Linked DNA regions of Sus scrofa: region 1 is linked to region 2. The links are chromatin contacts, called in public HiChIP or PLAC-seq maps. All regions are on one chromosome and are shown on one strand. Each heading gives the region's core, a stretch centred on a gene start, on an enhancer-like site or on the middle of the called end of the contact. The rest is flanking DNA. Distances are from core to core; before and after follow the strand shown. Region 1 holds the start of MED19 (mediator of RNA polymerase II transcription subunit 19). Region 2 holds the start of MPEG1 (macrophage expressed 1).

The links. HiChIP or PLAC-seq counts read pairs in DNA pulled down with a chosen protein or histone mark.
Region 1: an H3K27ac HiChIP or PLAC-seq map of alveolar macrophages shows a contact between it and region 2. The contact joins the promoter of MED19 here to the promoter of MPEG1 in region 2. A contact is called at or near these places in 1 of 5 promoter capture datasets (liver) and 1 of 2 datasets of contacts at active chromatin or transcription factors (alveolar macrophages).

What each region holds. Positions count from the first base shown.
Region 1 is chr2:13,238,962-13,246,149 of Sscrofa11.1, reverse strand. It overlaps MED19 (mediator of RNA polymerase II transcription subunit 19), which reads right to left and starts at 4,839. Exons shown (of 5, transcript XM_003122715.5): 1 at 4,443-4,839. The coding sequence starts at 4,710. TMX2 (thioredoxin-related transmembrane protein 2) reads left to right here and starts at 4,880. Exons shown (of 8, transcript XM_005660896.3): 1 at 4,880-5,303. The coding sequence starts at 5,115.
Region 2 is chr2:12,191,986-12,198,582 of Sscrofa11.1, reverse strand. It overlaps MPEG1 (macrophage expressed 1), which reads right to left and starts at 4,280. Exons shown (of 1, transcript NM_001267892.1): 1 at 1,989-4,280. The coding sequence starts at 4,186. The coding sequence ends at 2,033. DTX4 (E3 ubiquitin-protein ligase DTX4) reads left to right here. Exons shown (of 9, transcript XM_013994298.2): 9 at 1-640.

The DNA.
Region 1 (7,188 bases), core at 3,590-6,089, 1.0 Mb before region 2:
ATGAGCCCATTGAGGGCACCTAAGCCTTGCGAAGGCACTCTGTACTTTCTCTAAATTCTTTATTATATAAATGGAAGGCATTATTAGTATAAATATTTATGGCTGGCTTTTTTCAAAGAATACAAACTTAGTAATTTAACTAGGATTCAGTGGCGAGAGTTAGAAATATCTAGCCTACAATTTCATGTAGTTATTATTTTTATTATTGTTTTGCTTTTTAGGGCTGTACCTGTGGCATATGGAAGTTCTCAGGCTAGAGGTCGAATCAGAACTGCAGCTGCCAACCTATGCCACAGCCACAGCAATGCCAGATCTGAGCTGCATCTTTGACCTATAGCTCAGCTCACGGCAACACCAGAGGCTTAACCCACTGAGCAAGGCCAGGGATCAAACCCACATCCTCATGGATATTAACTGGGTTTGCAACCCACTGAACCACAATGGGCACTTCCTCATGTACAGTTGTGATGAACACTCAGGGTACAAATGACAAAAGTGACTTGTTTATAATTATTCATTTGAGAAAACCCAGGTTCTGAACTATGAGCCCACTGAGGGCAGCTAAGCCTTGAGAAAGCACTCTGTGCTTTCTCTAAATTCTTTAAGGATCCATCCAACTTTCTGTTCTGAACATCACTTCTATGAGTATGATTTATAGTAACTCCGCTCCTGAAAACTAATCTTGCGTTCCAGTATTCTCTTAGTTAATTCACTGCAGATTCCAAAAAATTTTTAAACTTCCACCTCACTCTTGGTTCCCCTATTTTAATTTATGGCACCCACATTCTCCAGATATCTTTTTTTTTTTTTTTTTTTTTTTGTCTTTTTGCCTTTTCTGGGGCCACTCCTTCGGCATATGGAGGTTCCTAGGCTAGGGGTCGAATCGGAGCTATAGCCACCGGCCTACGCCAGAGCCACAGCAACTCGGGATCCGAGCCGCATCTGCAACCTGCACCACAGCTCACGGCAACGCCAGATCCTTAACCCGCTGAGCAAGGGCAGGGATCGAACCCGCAACCTATGGTTCCCAGTCAGATTCGTTAACCACTGAGCCACGATGGGAACTCCTCCAGATATCTTTAGAAGCAGTACTCAGTTCAAAAATCTCAATGGTTTCCTATTCCCTCGGCAAAAAGCTCAAACTCCTTTAACTGGGACCCATGGTTAAACACATCTTACTGTAACTTAGCTTTGAGGCCTAACCAACACTATTCTCCCATGCAAAATTTCTGATCCACTGAAATGGGTATCCATCATCTCCTGAAGCAAAACTAAACAAAACAAAACACCCCTCATATTGTTTCCTTTTAGAAAATTTCTTTTAGGAAGATTGACCTAATTCTAGGAAAATTCTTAATTTTCTTAAACAATCTGAAGTCTTCAAAGTCCAGCTAAAGTGACAGCTTATTCTTGCTGTCATTTTGAATAAGACGGAACACATTTTGAAAACCATCATGTAGTCATGTGGTTCTTAGTAGTTTGTGAGGCATGACCAGAAAATAATGACATTGGCTCTGACAAGAAGTAATAATCACAGAGTTCCCGTCATGGTGCAGCGGAAACAAATCTGACTAGGAACCACGAGGTTGAGGGTTTGATCCTTGGCCTTGCTCAGTGGGTTAAGGATCCGGCACTGCCATGAGCTGTAGTGTAGGTCGAAGATGTGGCTCAGATATGGCATTGCTGTGGCTCTGGCCTAGGCCAGCAGCAACAGGTCTGATTAGAGCCCTAGCCTGGGAACCTCCACATGCCTCCGATGCAGCCCTAAAAGGACAAAAGACAAAAAAAAAAAGAAAGAAAGAAAGAAAGAAAGAATAATCACTACTTTATTCTTAAACCATACACTTTGAAGTCTTAGGTAAAATTATTTGCTCAAAAACAAGGACCAGGAGTTCCCGTAGTGGCGCAGTGGTTAACGAATCCGACTAGGAACCATGAGGTTGCGGGTTCGGTCCCTGCCCTTGCTCAGTGGGTTAACGATCTGGCATTGCCGTGAGCTGTGGTGTAGGTTGCAGATGCGGCTCGGATCCTGCGTTGCTGTGGCTCTGGCTACAGCTCCGATTGGACTCCTGGCCTGGGAACCTCCATATGCTGTGGGAGCCGCCCAAGAAATAGCAAAAAAAGACAAAAAAAAAAAAAAAAAAAAATACAAGGACCAGGCTTACTCATCTCTCTCCTCTTCTCATCATATGTCTCCTTTATACCCAGGATTTGCCCAGAACAGATATTCAAGTGATTAATGTAAATAGGTACAATCAAAATAAGTTAAGGTTAAATAAACTGCTGGTAGACATCAATCACTAACTAAAGTCAAGTCAACCTCTCTATGCTTTAGTTTTTCAGCTTTAAAAAGCAGATAACAATGCCTATTTCAAGGGGCTATTGTAAGTATTAAACACTAAAACATATCTAACTGCACTGTGAATTTCAAGGTCTGTAACAAATCATTTCCCTCAGATATTTTTGGGCCATACCCATGGTACAAGGAAGTTCTAAGGCCAGGAATCGAATCCAAGCCGAAGCTGCAACCTATTGCTACAGCTGTGGCAATGCCAGATCCTTAACTGGCTAGGCCACAGTAGGAACTCCTTCTTCAGCTCTTTTTTTTTTTTTTTTTAAATCTTTACTCTCTTAGGGCTGCATTTGTGGCATATGTAAGTTCCTAGGCTAGGGGTTGAATGGGAGCTGTAGCCACTGGCCTACAATCACAGCCACAGCAACGCCGGATCCTTAACCCATTGAGCAAGGCCAGGGATCGAACCTGTGTCCTCATGGATACCAGTCAGATTCGTTTCCTCTGAGCCGTGACAGGAACTCCCCTCCTTCAGCTCTTGATGTAGCAGTAGGACTTGGGATGAACTAAATGTCATCCTGGAGACTTAACATGTCCAAAATGACTTGATATCCATCTCCTCAAACCTGTCCTTTCCTGATCTTAGCACTACCATCCACCTAATTATTCAAGCCAAACATTTCCAAACTGCCCTCAATTCCTCTGTCCTTCAATTCTATTTTCAATCCTGCATTCCTGTCAGTTCTACCTCTAACATTTATTTGGCATCCATTTACTTCTCTCCTCTACTGCTATTTCCTAGTTCAAACTATCATCTCTTTCCTGAACTACTAAGCTGTAACTTCTGACCAATTTTCCCACTTTTCTTCTTTTTTTTTAAGGGCAGCACCCAAGGCATATGGAGGTTCCCAGGCTAAGGGTCAAATCAGAGCTACAGGTGCCGGCCTACACCAGAGCCACAGCAATGCTAGAGCTGTGCTGCGTCTGCAACCTACACCACAGCACAGGACAACACTGGATCCTTAACCCACTGAGTGAGGCTAGGGATCAAACCCACAACCTCATGCTTCCTAGTCGGATTCATTTCTGCTGTGCTATGACGGGAACTCCCCCACTTTGCTTCCTTAATAGAGCTGCTCGAATGATTGAAAATAAGCAAATAAGTTAGAAGTTAGATCACTTCAGACTCTTGTGTCAAAATGGTTCCCCCTGAACTTAAAATGTCTTATAGAGGCCTCTGCCTACTCTCCCACCTTCATCTCCTATCGCTCTTTCCCTGTTCACTTCCCCGGAGTGCAAGTGGTTTTCTGTCCCTCAAATATTCAAGGTTATTCTCACATTGGGCCTTCTAATCTCATTTTTTGTATCTAGAGTTCTCTCTCCTCCCACTCATAAATGGCTAGCTCTTCCTTTGTGCTTATATTTTAGCTCTAATGTTATCTACTCAGAAAGGGCTCTCCTGATCACTCTAGCTAAAGCAGTTCTGCCCCCTCAATTCTTTATCACATTTCCCCCTTGTAGCCATAACCACTATCTGATACTATCTGTTTATCCGCAGATATCTGTTTATCACTCTTTGACTCCTCCACTGGCAGGTAAACTCCCAAACAGGCAAGGATCTTGTCAGTTTTGTTCACAGCTGTATCTTCAGCAATTGGAAGAGTGCTTGGTACACAGAGTGGGTGCGCAACAAAATAATTTTTTGAATGAAAGAACCTGGTTTAATTCTAATCACTTCTTCGAACACATTTTGAAACCCCGAGGCCCAGAGGAAGAAAGACAACATGTCCCAAACCAACAGGAAGTTTGAAGCAGATCTGGAACTGGGTCCGCAGGGATGTTAAATCAGGACCCTCAAATACCAAACTCAAAGCTAGGATAATCTTTAGGGAGTCAAAAACCAGCGTCAGGGGCAGGATCGGGCGTGAAAGGTGGTCAGGGAGATCCACTCTCTTCCCACCCCTAATCCATCCCAATTCCAATCATTCTTTCGGTTGTGAATCCTCAGAACCTCTTCTAGTATAGTGTTCCGAAATCGCGCCACGCGTTGCCTAGGTTACCCCTCACCCCAGTCGGAAGGCTGAGAGCCACGCCCCGCCTCTCCTCGCTATGATCTGATTGGCTGGCTTTGACCAGGCCTTGTACTCACCCGGCAGTTCCCGCATTAGGTAGAAGGGGCCACAACCGGCCGCTGACTTGTCGGAGCCGGGAGCGGCTGTGGCCGCGGTAGAGGGCGGGGCGGGGCCCGGCCCCCCGCCCGGAGGAGGAGGCGGTGGGGGTGGAGGTTTTCCAGGTCCGAAGCCAAGTGCGGTCGGGGGCGGTGGTGGGTCAGCCTGAGCTCCGAACAGCGCCGTGAAATTCTCCATCGCCTCCTCCGCCCCGGCGCTGTCTCGGTGTCTGGCGTTGGTGACGTTCATTGGTCAATCTTTTCACAGAGTACCGCCCTCCTCTTTCAGGAGCCTCTCACCATTGGGTTGCCTCGGGCCCTTCCTACCTTCTTCCTGCAACTACTTCCGTCGCCTTCTGAGAACGTTCCGGAAGTACTATTTAACTTTATTTAAATTCTCCTGTATCTCCTACTTGCCGCAGTCGCATATGTCCAATAAAACGATTTAGGTGGAAAAAAAGACAGCTAGATTAGCCAATAAAATATCAAAGCCCTTTCTCCATTTTTAACCTGACGCAGAAGCCAGTCAGAGATCTGCTTCCGGATCTAGAGGCGGTGCATCCGAGACTAGGCCCAATGGAAGCACAATGATGGGAGAGGCGGGACCAGGCTCACGGACTCCGTGGAGCGGCTGGCGCCGCTAGAGCCGGGAAGATGGCGGTTCTCGCGCCTTTAATTGCTCTTATTTATTCGATACCTCGACTATCACGATGGCTGGCCCGACCTTACTACCTTCTGTCAGCCCTCCTCTCTGCTGCCTTCCTACTCGTGAGGAAGCTGCCCCCTGTCTGCTACAATCTCCCCACGCAACGCGAAGACGGCAACCCGTGTGACTTTGACTGGGTGAGCGACCCCCCGCCTTAGGACCCCGCGACCTTGACACCCTGTCCTAGGTTGCATCTACGAGATGCGAGGTTCACCTGTTTGAGAACACCTGAGGTTCCCAACCTGTAGCGGACTTAAGCTATTAAGAATCTAGAGCCTGGGCGGTCGTCGAGTGTAAACCTCTTCACGTTTAAGATGGGAATACAGCGAGTTAGCCTGCCGGGGTCTTCTGACTCCTGAGTCCAAGGTCCTTTCCGTCTCACAATTCGTACCTACCCAAACGAGGCATCTGCACTGTTTTACAGTGCTGCTCTCGTTATGTAAAGCCTCTTGAGGAATCAGTGAGGTAAACAAGGCAAGTAGTAGTAATCTCGTTTCACTGATGAAGAAATTGATCTCGGCGTAGTTAGGAGACTTGTCCAAGGTCACACAACTAGTGAGTGGCTGGGACTTGAAACCACTCTTCTGGCCAAAGCAGCAGCACCATCAGTCATTTTAATTCAGTTAACAACTGCAGAGGGAGGACTGTATGCTAGGCACTGTGCTGCATCCTGAGAATGTAAAAATGAATAAAGTTTTAGGCCTATTGAAATGGAATTGTAAAAAAAATTCATTGTAAAGAAATCAATCTGAACTCTCTTGCAGTACTTCCTAAGTAGAAGTGGAAGGACCACTCAGAAAAATAAGATGAAGTTCTGTGCCCCCTTCTGTATAGCTGAATCTGTGTTACGAGGAAGGAGGGCCTTCCTGAGTTTTTGTCTTTTTTTTTTTCCAGGTCCCAGAATGAGTCTTGACTTTTGACAGAACTTACTTCCTTACTTTTATTCTCCTTCCCTTGTTTACTTTTTCGTACTTCCGCCGTTCTTTCCCAGTGTTATTAAGTAGCTCATGTATAGCTGTGGTGCTTCAAAAGATCCATTTGGGGGGCAGGGGGGCGAACCTGCGGGGTATGGAGGTTCCCAGGCTAGGGTCAGATCAGAGCTACAGCCTATGCCACAGCCATAGCAACGTGGGATCCAAGCTCTGTCTCAGATCTACACCACAGCTCAAGGCAATGGCAGATCCCTGACCCACTGAGCGAGGCCAGGGATTGAACCCGGATCCTCATGGGTACTAGTCAGATTCGTTTCCACTGTGCCATGACAGGAACTCCAAAAGAACCTATTAAGTAGGGACCTTTAACTATTTAGAGTTTATAGCTAGTGTTTGTTTTCCTGGAAAAAATCTTTTACTATTTCCTTGGTGATTTGGAAGTTAGAATATTAAGGTAAATAATCTTAGCAATAACAGGTAAACCTCAAAATTTCAGTGGCTTGGAGTTCCCACCATGGTGCGGTGGGTTGAGAATCCAACTGCAGTTCCTTGGAAGTACGGGTTCGATCCCTGGTCCAGGAACTTCCATATGCTGTGGGTGGAAGAAAAAGAAAAAAAGAGGGAGTTCCTGTTGTGGAGCAATGGAAGCAATCCAACTAGTATCCATGAAGATTCAGGTTCAATCCCTGGTCTTGTTCAGTGGGTCGGGGATCCAGCATTGCCATGAGCTGTGTTGTAGGTCACAGATGTGGCTCAGATCCTACGTTGCTGTGACTGTGATGTAGGCCAGTAGCTGTAGCTCCAACTCGACCCCAAGTCTAGGAACTTCCACATCCTGAGGCTGCAGCACTGAAAAAAAAAAAAGGAAAAAAAAAAATTTCAGTGGCTAAACAGAATAAAAGTTCATTTCTATTTTATTAAATAAAAGAAATAATCAAGCACTTTGCTTTTCCTCTATACACTGTCAGAGTAATAAATAGTTGATAAGGGAATGTTAATTTCCTACTAGAAGAATTTGAAGTAATACAGAAAGAGTGATAGCATTTAAAGATTATGTAGCACTCTGGAGTTCCTGTTGTGTCTTGGTGGT
Region 2 (6,597 bases), core at 3,031-5,530:
AATGTTCTTTGAGGACAGGTTTTAATGCATATTCATGTGCAGCATTGTTTAGAAATGTAAGTTTGTGAAGAACCTTTGGTTGGCAGTTAGTGCATTAAAAGGCTGGGAGCCTCTGGCTGTACTTTGTCTCTCTGACTCAGTAACCTTCAGAGAATTCATGGAGAAGTCTGTATTGGCAGGAAAGGGGTTAGCCTGGCTGAAACATACCCACAGAACGCCCAGAAGTTTAGGAGAGCTTTTTAATGCTTCAGAAGCAGGGGTAGAGGAGGTAAAGACCAGAGTCCCTAGCTGAAGGCAGGGCTCCAGTTCTGTGACTCACTTCTCTGTATCAGAGTGGCAGATAATCCTCTCCCAAATTCTCACAGGCTGGCACCCTTCAAGCTCCTCTGAAGGAGGACCTGGTATAACATTTTTGATCTCAAATATTTAATGAGGAAAGGACAAATTCTCCTTCATTAAAGATGACTCACTGATGACATTTGACTTGGTGAATAAATGTATAACTTCTTTGGCCGTGCCTATGACATATGGAAGTTCCTGGGCCAGGGATCAACCCCTGCCACAGCAGTAACCCAAGCTGTGCAGTCACAATGCCAGATCTCACAAGGGAACACCAAGAAATATGTAACTTAAAAAAAAATTGAGGAAGAACACTAATAGGCTCACCCTAATAATTACAATTAAGTGAGACTGTTACTTAAATTGGTCAAAGCCTCATATGTCAAGGAACAATCATGCATCCTTCTAGATGGCCCAGGAAAGTCAGCCTGGCACTGTAATAAATGGACCACAAATGACGTTGGATGCCTTTTTTGTTTCATTTAAAACATTGCTTTGATCATGTCAGCCTCCTTTCTGCTGGGAAAAAAAAAATAAAGACAAGGTAATAATTGGTGTTTTCTGCTCTTTTTATGTCTTAGGGAGGAGCTGATACTCAGGTATGGGTTTCCTTTGACTTCTTGTATTTTTCCTTGTCTCCTACCCCAGAAAAAGTCTTCTTGTTGGAATGTGGGGTGTGTATGTGTGTGTGCGTGTGTGTTGGGGCGTGGGGTGCCTATGATGGGGGATGGGAAGAGGGATGGCCATCCCTGGAAGAGTAAGGGATTGCGCCTTGGTAACAGAACATGCAGTGATAATGCTTGATCGATCCAAACCTGCAGCTCCTTTCTTGGCCCCATTTCTGACGAGTTAAGAGGATGAAACCAGGGAGTTGGCTGTGGGTAAGAATTCCAATTCCCCATGAGCCCTAGAATCTTTTCCAGCTTTCATCTTTCCTTCATTCACTCCTCGTCTCCCAATTATCTCTTCTCCCTTGACATTTTAATTGAAGTTTATATCTTAAAATATTTCCTGAGGACTTTGTGACACTGGCCTGAAGTCCAAGGGTGGCCTGGTCTACGTAAGTCTGGATTGTGGGGAAGTTGGAAAACGTGTGCTTGGTACAGGCACCTCTCTCTGTTCAGATGCCGTGGTGGGGATGACCCAGAGGAAATGAAACATGCCATCAACAGGAGCCTGCAGAGCTGAAAAGCAGTAGCCAACCAGGACATCTGGGGGCTTTGTCCGCCTCTAGGAGCATGAAATCCAGACAGCTTTAAATAAACACAAAATAGTGGGAGGGTAACCCTTAATGGAAGGAAGTCTTACAGCTCATGAATTGGAGTCCATGGCTGACCTCCGATTAAATGCATCATCTCCGAATTCAAATGTTAACATCCTCCCTTGCTTCTTTATACACATAAGCATTCAGGTGAAGATACTTGATGAGGCACATAGAGAAAAGACACCACCCTCATGCTTTAGGCCCTAGGATGATGTTTGCTTAAGAAAAAAAAAAATCACCACCACTATCCAACCCTTCCTCCAACCTGGTCCACGTAGCTCTGTTCATTTCTTAGCCCAGAGACCTAAGAAAGTCACAAAGTTGTACCTGCTATTGGTTGCACTTAGGAAGGCAGACGTGAAGAAAGGAAAATGAAAGACACACGTGATGGGCTGGCTGGAGATGAGAGCATCTGTTTCCAGGGAGGACCTAGGCTGGACTCTGCTCCTGCCCTTGGTCAAGGGCGTCTCCAGTCACTGCAGCACCTGGAACCAAACTCTGCCTCTCATCCTGGACCGCCTGGTAGCCCCTGTTCTTGTACTTCCGGGTGCCATAGATGGCCAGGGCGATGACAGCTGCCAGGACGGTGGTGACCCCCAGTGTGACCCCAGCTGCTGCTCCTCCAGACAGGGCACTGCCATCCCCATGGATGACCTTCATGGCCCTGCGAAGCTCCAGCGGCTCTCCCAGCTTCCACCGGTGCGTCTGGGGATCTTTAATCCAGGAGCTGGCAGTCTCAGTATTTGTCACCATGACAGTGTTGGTGGCAGCCTGACTCATGAGGGGTGGTCGGGTGTAAGGTGGAAGCCTGGCAGGAGGTAGAAACCCTCCTGTAAAAAGCCCAGACTTGACACAGTAAGATACTTGGCACCCATCACTGATGAGGGCTAGGTGTTGGCTGAAACCCCCCGGACACTTTTTTAGAGAAGGCGCCCCTAAATCTCCAGATATGGCAGGATCCACCAGGGGGTTCCCGACCACACAGCTAAAGAACCCGCCAAAAGGGACTGAAAACTGGAATCCCAACTCGTAGTCCTGCGAGGCACATATCTTGAGGTTCTCAAAAAGTCTCAAGGGAAAATAGCCAGCTGGACACGACTGTGCGTTTGTCAAAGGGTTGATGCTCTTACTGCTGAAGAGGCCCCCAAAAAGTAGCCCTGAGTTTTCTGACACTTGGCCACTGGCCACACACCAAAAAGCCCTAAACTCAGCCTTGGCCACCCGGAACACATCTTCACACACCGTCTTGCAGAAAATGAGGAGAGTGCACTTCTGTGAACACTCCAGGCGGTTGTAACCCTCCTCATGGGTCTGGGTCAGCAGGCGGATGGGGGAGTAGCCAGAAGGGCAGGAGAAATCACCTGTGAGTGGATTCTTCTGCTCCAAGTTTTGGCAGAGTTGGACAAACTCATTCCCTGAGAGCTGGGTGCATTGCTGATAAACTCCACCAAAGGAGAAATTGGTCATTTTCCCCTCACAGGAGCCATCATCCACGTTGGCTTGGAAATTGAAGTTAGGCGAGTTGAGATCTGTGCAGCCAGGGTAGGTGTTGAAGGTGTAATAGCGTCTCACAGCTGTCTCCACCGTCTTTGACAGCTTTTTCACCAAGGGCCCTGGCAAGTCAGGCAGCCTGTCGGGGTTGATGAAGAAATGCAGAGGCAGGCCAGCACGGTCCACGGCCACCAGGTGGTTGGTGATGCCCTGCTGCCAGGCTTGGAGGGTGATGCCTGGGTAAAAAGGGAGCCCTCCGATGCTTTGCACCCTGGAGTTGGTTCGGTTGGAGAGGTAGTTCTTGGTGAAGTCATTCTGGGAGATGTAGCTCTCCTCAAGTTTGAAGTTCACGATGTTTAGGAAGGTGATTCCAGCAGATGAAGTCACAGCACTGTGGCTGCTCTGGCTGTCCTGGAGGAAGGAGGATCTGATGTGGTCCTCCTGAATGAGAGTAGCGCCCGCATCCACACTGGTGATGACATGGGTACCATAGTTGAGGACCAGGAGTTCCGCCAAGTAGGTGGCCATCCGTGTCTGGTTGTTCTCCAGACGTTCAGAGATGTCCATGAGCTCCTTTTTAAACCCCCAGCTTAGTTCTGCATCTGGGTTGATTTTGACCGTGTAGACCAGGTTTCTTAGCTGAACCTGGGTAGTCACAGCTTGATCCTTCACCTGGAGGCTCTTTATCCTCTGGAACTCAGGTGAGAACTTGCCATTGACTTTGGAAAAAAGAGAGAGCTCCATGTTGATGGAGTAAGAGGTGGTGCTCTGGTAATTGACCCAGGACTCAAGGATTTTTGAGTTCATCTCCAGGTTGCTCTGTTTCTGGGGAATGGTGAAGATCTCGTCAGGGACAATGTACTGTCCATCCTCTGTGGTCTTGCAGTGGGTGTACGTCAGGTCCATCACCCGTCCCATGTCCACATTCCGAAGATTATCCCAGCCACCTCCTGGTAGGACTTCCAGGACAGGTAGTTTTAAGGCATTCTTGCATTTTTGAAATCCAGCCTCAGCTGCCTCTCCCAGAGATGTGTCCGTTTTAGCCCACACTGCCACTGCCCAGATAAGGATGGCACCCCTGAAGCCGTTCATGGCTCAGACAGCCCCAGCCTGTCACGTCAGCCCTCAGCAACAGCCAGCGAGCTCTGTGCAGACTGAACTGCTTGGAAAGAAAGTCGTTGCTGAAACAAAAAGTTCAGCAGTTCTAAAGCCACTGGTTCCTCTTTAGGCTAGTCTAATCGCAAATGGGGAAATGAGAGTGAGTTGGAATACGAAGGTCCATCGATGTGTTGAAGAGCATTGTATTCTACTACATATGCGAATGCAGCCCCATATCCATAATCCTGAACTTCCCAGAGGTTCCCTACTTCCTTCAGCCCCAAGCTGGCTACTCTGCAGCAGTAGTGGACACTTAGAAAAAGTACAACCCCATGCTTTACTCTTAACTCCATGTGAGATTTCTGGCTTTGAAAGAAAGCTTGGATTTTGCTTTTTTTTGGTTCACTCTCTTGATATTTCAAATTTTCCCTACCTCCTCTCTCCTGGGACTTCAATACCAGTTTCCTTTTCCTGTGTGTAGGGGTTGGCAATAAGTTGGTGCCTATTGCTTTTATTGTTTCATTTCATTGTTAAGTTCGTGTAACCAGCATAGGTGCATCAAAATGAATGTAGCTCTTCATGACTCAAGTTTTCTAAGACAACAGCTCATTTGTTATATCATTAGGAGAAGAAAATTTCATGACTTTGCTTTTGTGTGCTAATGCTAAATCAGTGTAGGAAACTGCACGATTTAGAACAGTGTTTCTAGGCCATTGATCGAGAACCAGGCTTAACTGAAGCCCGGCTCTGTCAACTCTTTGGGACAACTCATACATTGAGTGGTACCCAGGGAATCCATAGGAGTTCACAGAAGCTCTCAATTGCACCCTCATGGTTCCCCAAATCATACCATGAACCAGAGGGAGTGCTGAGCCTGAAAAGATCACGTTTGAATTCACAGACAACCTGTATGCATTCTGAAAAGGTTTCAAGGAATTGTATTATAGCACATTATCACTGATGCAGCTGACAAGTGTGTGCAGAAATAATGAGGCCAGTTTCCCAGCTTCACAGGCAGAGCATCACTAATTATTCATAAAACCATGATGGTGTTCCGAAAACCCAGAAATACCATATTCTGGGTCTATTCATGCCTCAGTTATCATGCTCTGGGGAATTCATTTGCACTCAAGGGGGATTAATTAATGAACCAGTATCTGTTTTATATTTGGCTAGAGAAGCAAGTCTCTATGCAGTATGTCCTGGTTAATTTGTAAATCATTTAGCTATAAGTTTATAGCTCAGTAGAATGATCCTAGAATGAGAAAAATTAGAGTTGAATACCTTGCATATTTCCAAAAAGTCTGTTGAAATATCCACATACTTCCCTTCAAACTACTTCAGGGCTAGTTCATCAGAATCAGACAACTCTTACTGTTTCGGAGACCTACTGACAATTTCTTACTTTTTGCTTTTTTTTTTTAATAGATTGTGATGAGACCTCATTCTGATTTAATGAGAATGCAAGCAAAGTAAATATAGATAATTCTATATTCAAGTGTTCCTATATCTCTAAACACCTGGCCATTGTCTTTGGGGGACGCTGGTAACAGTTTTCCTCTTTATTTTTATCGTAGCAAAAAACTGAAAATAGCTAAAAGAGCCAACAAGAGTGAAATTATATCTCATCCATAAGACAAAATATTCGGCAGACATCCTAATTATATATTCAAAAGATTTTAATAACAAAGAAGATTCTTCAGCCTTAATGTTAAGTGACAAAAGCGTGATATACATTCAAGATGACCTCAGCTATGTACAAACATAATCAGGGGACCAGCCCATTGATGGCAATTATATCTAGTTGGTAGGCGTTATGAATTATTTAATTTTTTTCTTTTTTTCTTTGTTTGTTGTGTTTTCGGTAATGAGCGTGTTTTTACTCATTTTGACAATTTTTTATTGAGAATCTACTAAAATGCAGGGATAGATAACTGTTATTTTTGTACTCAGAAAAATAAGCAATAAATATACATTTAAAAAACAAAAGAAATCAAATATTTCTGGAATTTTCATATGCCAGGGCCTATGTTTTCTGTGCTCAAGGAAGTTCTCTTTTCAGTTCACAGAGAAACAATAAAAGAGGAAGTGCAAATGTTGGGAATTTCGGCTCAAATTAAATTTGCATGCCACCAGCAGGAATTGCTGCTCATAGCGGTCAGGTAGGAGGAAACGACCTATAGAAGTTTGACCAGAGCCCGCCACCCATTCCTTTCCCGCTCTACTCTGCTCACCAGTAATTTTTTCCACTATTTCTTGTGCTGAACTGCAGAAGCAACCGCATAAACCCTCCAGATGGCCACTTTCAAGGGCCTGGATCTAAAAGCTCCACTTTGGTCTTTAAAAGATAAAAGCAACTTTTCTACAAAAGTTATGCATCTGTGTGGCAGGAGAGTGATTTCACT